2 separate regions of the Mus musculus genome follow, and region 1 is linked to region 2. Evidence: chromatin contacts called from public Hi-C data. All regions are on one chromosome and are shown on one strand. Each heading gives the region's core, a stretch centred on a gene start, on an enhancer-like site or on the middle of the called end of the contact. The rest is flanking DNA. Distances are from core to core; before and after follow the strand shown. Region 1 has its middle 79 kb from the start of Gpbp1. Region 2 overlaps Rab3c (RAB3C, member RAS oncogene family).

Region 1 (3,214 bases), core at 672-3,171, 1.3 Mb after region 2:
AAGCTGAATAAACCCTTTCCTCCCCAACTTGCTTCTTGGTCATGATGTTTGTGCAGGAATAGAAACCCTGACTAAGACAACCATGAAACCTTATATTCACAAAAGAAGTAAACAACCATAATGGGGCAGGCTTCGGTTGAGGTTTTCTGGACGATGGGGTACAGTGTTTAGTGAATAAGATGAACATCCCATGTCGGGAGAAGCAACTTTGGGTGAGGTGCTTGGGGCTATTGGAGTCCTCGGAAAGAGAAAGAGAAAACAGGGAGAGATCATACAGCAGTCACAAACTCAGATTAAGTGGGCCTGTTGCTGCCTTTGCTAGAGTCAGCTAAGACCGCCTCAGAATCAGAGCTCTGGCTTGACGTGGTAGCATGGTACAGAGGCTGTGTTGAATGGCATTGCCCTTCAGAATGAACGCAGAGCTTGATGCATTGAGACCTAATCTTCAAGCTAGGAAACAAGCATTGAGGCTTTATAATTCCCTTTGAAGGATAACAACTCCTGGAGACAGGAAATGAAACACGTTCCCAAAATTAGCCTGCTGATAGGTGGCAGGTGCTGGCGCTGAGACACCCATTCCTTCTAAGACTTCTATCACTCAGCCATTTGAGTAAATGTCCCAGCTCCTGTATCCAGTAGGTGGGGCCCATTGTGTCATGTGCAGTCAAGTCACTGAGGTTTAAAAACTAAGTTTTGATGTCAGTGTAGCCTAACCAAGATCCTGTCACTACAGCGGCTGTAATATACTAACTGCTCCACCCTGTGTGTGTGCGTGTGTGAGCGTGTGTGTGTGTGTGTGTGTGTGCACACGCGTGTGCATGTGCGCGCGCTCGCACAGACTAGTTTAAGTAATTTTCTTGGAAACTTATTTGAATTCAAAATAGACTTGCAGCATTTTTGATAGATTGTGGGTGGATGGATGGACAGACAGACGGACAGTGAACGGGAATACTAGCAATGATCTAGCATGGATATTCGTGTCTTGGGAGCAAACCCCAGTTACACTTCTCCCTGCCACAAATCTATACCACAGACCAACACTAAGAAAAATATAATTTAGTAGAAGAAGGTGAAGTCTGGGATCTACTTCAAATCTGATTCAGGGGCACAATTTTCCTTAAGAGACACTCTCTAGAATGACTTCGTTTTATAAGTGAGGGAGGAGAGGTTACGGAACTCACTCAAGGTTGCATAACTCATGAGAGACCGCCATCATAACCCAGTGCTCCAAGCTCAGTTGGCACCTCTATTAGATGTTTTTACCAGAATATATCACCCAGTACCAACCATGTGAGTCCCGGAGACAGAGCTCCACTCTCTGCCAGCAGTGACCACACTCAGCCATCATATACAGCCAAATGTGGCACGTCTTTTCTCCCACAACTTAGACGGGGGAATCAGAAGCGGCAACTGAGAAGATATCCTGGCTTATCAGTCCCATCTTAAGCAGAGGAAACAGGATTAGAATGAAGCACCGAGCCAAATCCAGCACAGCTTTCTGACTGTCCAGTGCATCCTTCGAGACACTACAGGGTCATCCCTATGAGCACGCTCACAGGACCCCACCCCACCCCACCCCCCAGGGTTTACAATCCGTAACAGAGAGAGAGAGAGAGGCTGCCTCTCCCCAGAAGACTCAGTATGTCCTAAGAGGACCAAAGTTAGCAGTCTTTGAAAATGAACTGAGAGAGGTCCCTGCAGAAACACTACCTACAAGTGTGTGTGCTTGGAAAGCAAATCATGGAGCCAGGGAGGTGATGTGGAGGAAAACACAAAGCAAGCACAAAGATTTGAGTGAGGCTGGGTGCAGAGAAGCATCTTGAATATCAGGGCAGCTCTTTCTTGACGCTAGTCAGCAAACACCTCCTCTTTTACAGGAAAACAGCTTTGGAGCTCGAATGAATTTTTGCCGACAGTGTTTTGCCGCCCTCTAGTGTTCGATTTTTAATTTTAAAAAGGCATTTAACACACCTGGATTAACGTGGCCTTTCATCCCTTCCAGTCTCCTGGAAGTTAATGGTTTTTGGACTGTCATTGCACTAGGCAGATTGAATCACAAACGTCAGTTAAAGACACAAGTTTCGTTGCTGTTTACTAACACAGGATCTTAGTATATAGCTCAGCCTGGCCTTGATCTCACTATCTTCCTTCCTCATCCTCCCAAATGGAACATGCATGCACGATCATGCCTGGTGCATGTTATAATAGACTCTTATGAAAATGTAACATACACATATGAGTGAACATTGTGAACAATAAATATGCTGTACAGTTAAAAAGAAAGCTAGGGTGCTTTCATTTTGTTTTTCTTCACCAAAAATACTGCAAATATTTGAGAAGACAGACATGTTTGTCATCATGTAAACGTCACATAAAATGTACATTTATCAAGACATCATGTGGTACTGATAAATATGTAAAGATGTGTATACCAATTTTAAAATAATACTTCTAAAAATCTAATACTTACCTGACAACTTCTTAGCACATAAATGTCCTTTCTGGGTATAGAATTTCAGTTATGTGCTATGCGTGCATTCTTGAGATCTCATGTGCAATAAAAAGGATGGCCACAACACATAGCCCTGTATTATTCAGTTTAAAAGGAAATTTTTACAAACGTTCTTTCTGCCTCTCCCTCAGATACCACCCACTAAACTGGGTTGCTTGAGTCCCACAAGCAAGGAGGAAACTCGAAAGACCACATGATAAAGCCAGGCTGTAAGTCACTATCTGGGTTACTCTAATATAGTTTAAGAAGAAAGTAACGCTATGCCTGAGAGAAGTCTTCAGTGCTCCGGTGATTTCCCAACCAGATCAGGCATCTGGAGACTAGTGTTTTATGTATAGAACCTTGACCCCAGAGCTTTTGAAAAAGTAGCATCAAGATATATATAAAAGAGAGGCGAGTGCGAGGCGATGTTTCCTGCCATGATGATAATAGATTAAACCATTATCTGAAATGCAAGCCATTTTTTTTTAAGTAAGAATTGTTGTGGCCATGGTTTCCTCTTCCGAGCTATTGAAACCCAAACAAGGACAGGGTATACTTGGACTTGGACGAAGAACCATCAATGAGAAGAGGATGCTAGGTAGGGGACACCAAGGAAAGGGGCGCATGCTGCACACATGCCCCAAGGTCCTAGCGCTCAACCTTCTTCTGTGCTCTCTCATCAAACAACACACAGCCTGCCCCGTGAATTAGCTAACAGCA
Region 2 (3,483 bases), core at 674-3,173:
ATCGGGATGGTTTGGCTGACAATTTGTTTACTTTAAACGTTTAGAAAAAATGGTGCTTCTTCTAAATGTCAGAACAGTATTCAGTAAATTACATGAGAGATCCAAGATTAATATAGAATAGGATTTATGTTGGATGCAGACTGATTTAACTGGAATGAACATGTCAAAGAAAGAGGCATGCTGTTTGTAGGCTAAGCATATTGAATGCATTGGTAGCCTCCGATGTTTTCAAATTACTGATAGGTTTACTGGGACATAATAATACCACGTTTAAGTCAACTACATCTGCAGTTACAAATGTGGGGCATTTACATTTCTTGGAGGCAAATAATAATAAGCATTTTTAATTAGAAATCAGTCCCCCGTGAGTTTAGTTGGTGGGATTTATTATCTACCACTGTCAGTTATGATAATTTTACCTTGAGAAAAGGAAAAATCACACCAACCAGGGTGCAAAGCTAATAAACAGATCTGGACCCCTGCCAGGTGTCTTAGCCCATCCTGGATTTGAGCCCTTTTGAGTTCCAAAACCAAACACACCAAACTGATTTAGAAGAGTCGAGGCTTGTTTGTTTTCCTTTCTTTTCTTTTTCAGTGCTGGTAATTAAAATGAGACAGTTTACATTTCTTATATTCAGCTTTAAAATTTTAGTAACATTGTTCTTAACACTTTTGTGTTGTGAGAAAAAGAAACTGGAAGTCAGTAGTTTATACAGACCTTTCTCACCTCGAACTGGATTCATTCATTCATTCATTCATACTTTAAATGCTGCACGGGTTAGATCTGGGTGTAGCATTGAGAAAGGCACAGCAGGCAGATTACTCTGAGATAAGGAGCCAAGGTGGGTTCTGCGTGAGAGTAGGAAATCAAGAGGATGGGGACATTTGTGAGATGGGCTAAGCAGGATGAAAGACTGGAATCTCTCTAGCAAAAATATAGTTTTCTACTCTGTGGCTCTTGGAGGGGATGGGGGCTTCCTAGGCGGCCGAATGTTGTGGAGATTTGAAGTAGTAAGATTTTTTTTTTTTCTTCCAAGAAAGGGCTTCACAGGTTAGCTCTGTTGAGTAAACCAATGATGATTAGAACAGGGCTTTGCCAAGGTCTTGAAAAGTCTTTCCATGGGTAGTCTAAGAGTTTGAGACCTGACATATAAGAGCAAATTGGGTATGCCACTTATGATCCTACAGGGTGTGGTATCACCAGCCAAGCCTCCATATTGCCTCTCATTCAAAGTGAGCTACTTTGAGCGTGAACTGAGTGCTATCGATGCTTACTGGGAGATGAATGAGCACCAGCTGGACCATCCTGAGCAATGTGGGATGCATGGAATGTACAGCCTCTCCGTTCATCAAGAGTATTTTCTGCCAGGCGTGGTGGCACACGCCTTTAATCCCAGCACTCGGGAGAAATACGCAGAGGCAGGCGAATTTCTGAGTTCGAGGCCAGCCTGGTCTACAAAGTGAGTTCCAGGACAGCCAGGGGTATACAGAGAAACCCTGTCTTGAAAAAAAAAAAGAGTATTTTCTGAGGATTAAATTCCAGCTGCCAATAAGGAAGACAGAGAGTTACGAGACATAGATGAGGCTAATAACAGGGCAAACTCAAAGGACTAGGAAAAGGTGGATGCAGGAGCTGTCCCTTTTTCATACATGGTTGTAAGCCTATCTAAGTATATCCAACACATTAGAGTATCCTTGATCTGTTTTCTACCTCCTGGGAAACCTTAGCCAGAAAGAATGTGAGCCAGCGGAAATAATGGTAGGGTGTCTGCACTTTTCCACAGACGGCTCCGTGCAGCCAGGTACTCAGAACATTTAAATAGCATTGCTGCGACTCCTTGCCAAATCCAGAAGTTGGCAATCCCTGTTCTTTCCTAAACACCGGCAATTAAGATTTAGATAAATCTTTAAAAACTGCTGAAGAGCAGTCAGTGCGAATGTGGAGCAGGTGGTTGGAGTTTTAAAAATAGGCACGGGGCGATGCTGTAGCCTCATTACAGTTGCTGACGACTCAACCTGCTTTAGTGTGCAATTGTTTTGCAGGCCCAAGGAGAAAATAATTAAAAAAAAAACTGAAGGAAAAAAAATTATCCTTCATTAAACTGGCGTGCCCGGAGGCAGTGGTATGGCCTGAGCTTGAAAAAGGACGGAAGGGGAGCATGTCTGTCACAGGCTGCTTGTGCTTCTTTGGAGTTGGTGCTGAGATTATTAAATGGTCCTTGGTGTGCAGAACTTAACACTGTAATGAGAAGCTGATGCTTATGGCACTGGATTAGTTGTGTGTGTGTGTGTGTGTGTGTGTGTGTGTGTGTGTACAACAGCAGCATCTTTTACTTTAGAAAGAGTTAATGTGTGCACAGAGAGGCTTGGTGGCTCGTTCTTAAGATTCATCTTTCGTTTTTATATACACTTCTTATGTCATACAGGAATAGACTTAATGGAGCCAACTTTTTAGAATTGAAGTGAATTTCATAGAAAAGAACTAGGTCGGTGGCTACTTGCAACACATAGAATCCTCATCTGGCTAAAGGGCCTCCAAGGATCCAGCATCCTGAAACTCTCAAGTCAAAGCCATGAAACCTTCAGATGCCACCTGACTGTTATCTTGGAGGGAGTCCGCCATCAGGGATGCATGCATTTCTCCAGCTGCTGTAGCTTTAGAGATGCGTTTGTGTATTCAGTCAACAAGGGATGGTATCTCACAGCTGTTGCCAACTTGACAGAAATGTAGGTGTGCTTGAGAAGAGAGAATCTCGTTGGAACAATTCCTTCCATCAGACTGGCCTCTGTGTGTGGCTGTGGGCCATTTTCTTGATTGCTAATTGACCTAGGAAGGCCCAGCCTACCATGGCTAGTACTACTCTAGGGAGGTTGGCCTGGATTGTATGCAAAAGGTATCTGAGCAAGCCAGAAGAAGCAAGGCCGAAAGTTAGCCAATATGGTCTCTGCTTCAGTTCCTGCCTTCGGTTCCTGCCTCTGCTTTCCTTGATGGCTGACTGTAACTGCTATGCCAAGTCAACTCTTCCTTAAGTTACTTTCGGTCATGGTGTTTATCACAGCAATAGAAAGCAAACTAGAATATGCTCCATTTCAGAGATCCTGATTTTTCTGATGTGATACACGTACACACACACACACACACACACACACACACATCTATATCTATCATCGATCGAGAGCTGGCCTGATTTTTTTTTAATGTCCCCTGAGTAATGCTGTTGTCCTGATTTATGCCCTGGCCATGTTCCCGTGCTATGCTCCACTCCTGATGGATTCCATGCTTCCTGTCCATTACCTCCAATCTACTGTTTAACCAGTGGTGTCAGCAGATTACCTACTATTATATAACCCAGCTTTTAGAAGATTCAACACTATCCTAATACATGAAGACTACTTTTATAATTTATATAGTGTACTGCTGGAACAACATATTTAAGATCTGAAAAACTGATGTTGAGATACGGGTAAGTATGTATAATAATT

What was found. A called contact is a pair of places that touch in the nucleus more often than the background predicts.
Region 1: a Hi-C map of cortical neurons shows a contact between it and region 2, with 3 times the contacts expected there. The contact joins two enhancer-like sites. A contact is called at or near these places in 1 of 15 datasets of contacts at CTCF or cohesin (large pre-B cells), 52 of 484 Hi-C or Micro-C datasets (B cells, the C2C12 cell line, CD4 T cells and 34 more), 4 of 115 datasets of contacts at active chromatin or transcription factors (astrocytes, bone marrow-derived dendritic cells, fibro-adipogenic progenitors and 1 more) and 1 of 9 other capture datasets (embryonic stem cells).

The regions. Positions count from the first base shown.
Region 1 is chr13:111,409,165-111,412,378 of GRCm38.p6, forward strand. No RefSeq gene overlaps it. Among named protein-coding and RNA genes, the nearest start is that of Gpbp1, 79 kb to the right of the region's middle. Within about 2 kb of position 1,922, at least 13 of the 459 cell types and tissues checked have an H3K27ac peak or open chromatin away from gene starts, as enhancers often do. A contact at or near this core is called in cortical neurons, where this site is marked.
Region 2 is chr13:110,073,903-110,077,385 of GRCm38.p6, forward strand. The region is part of intron 4 of Rab3c (RAB3C, member RAS oncogene family); the gene reads right to left. Among named protein-coding and RNA genes, the nearest start is that of Gm32881, 69 kb to the left of the region's middle. Within about 2 kb of position 1,924, at least 6 of the 459 cell types and tissues checked have an H3K27ac peak or open chromatin away from gene starts, as enhancers often do. A contact at or near this core is called in cortical neurons, where this site is marked.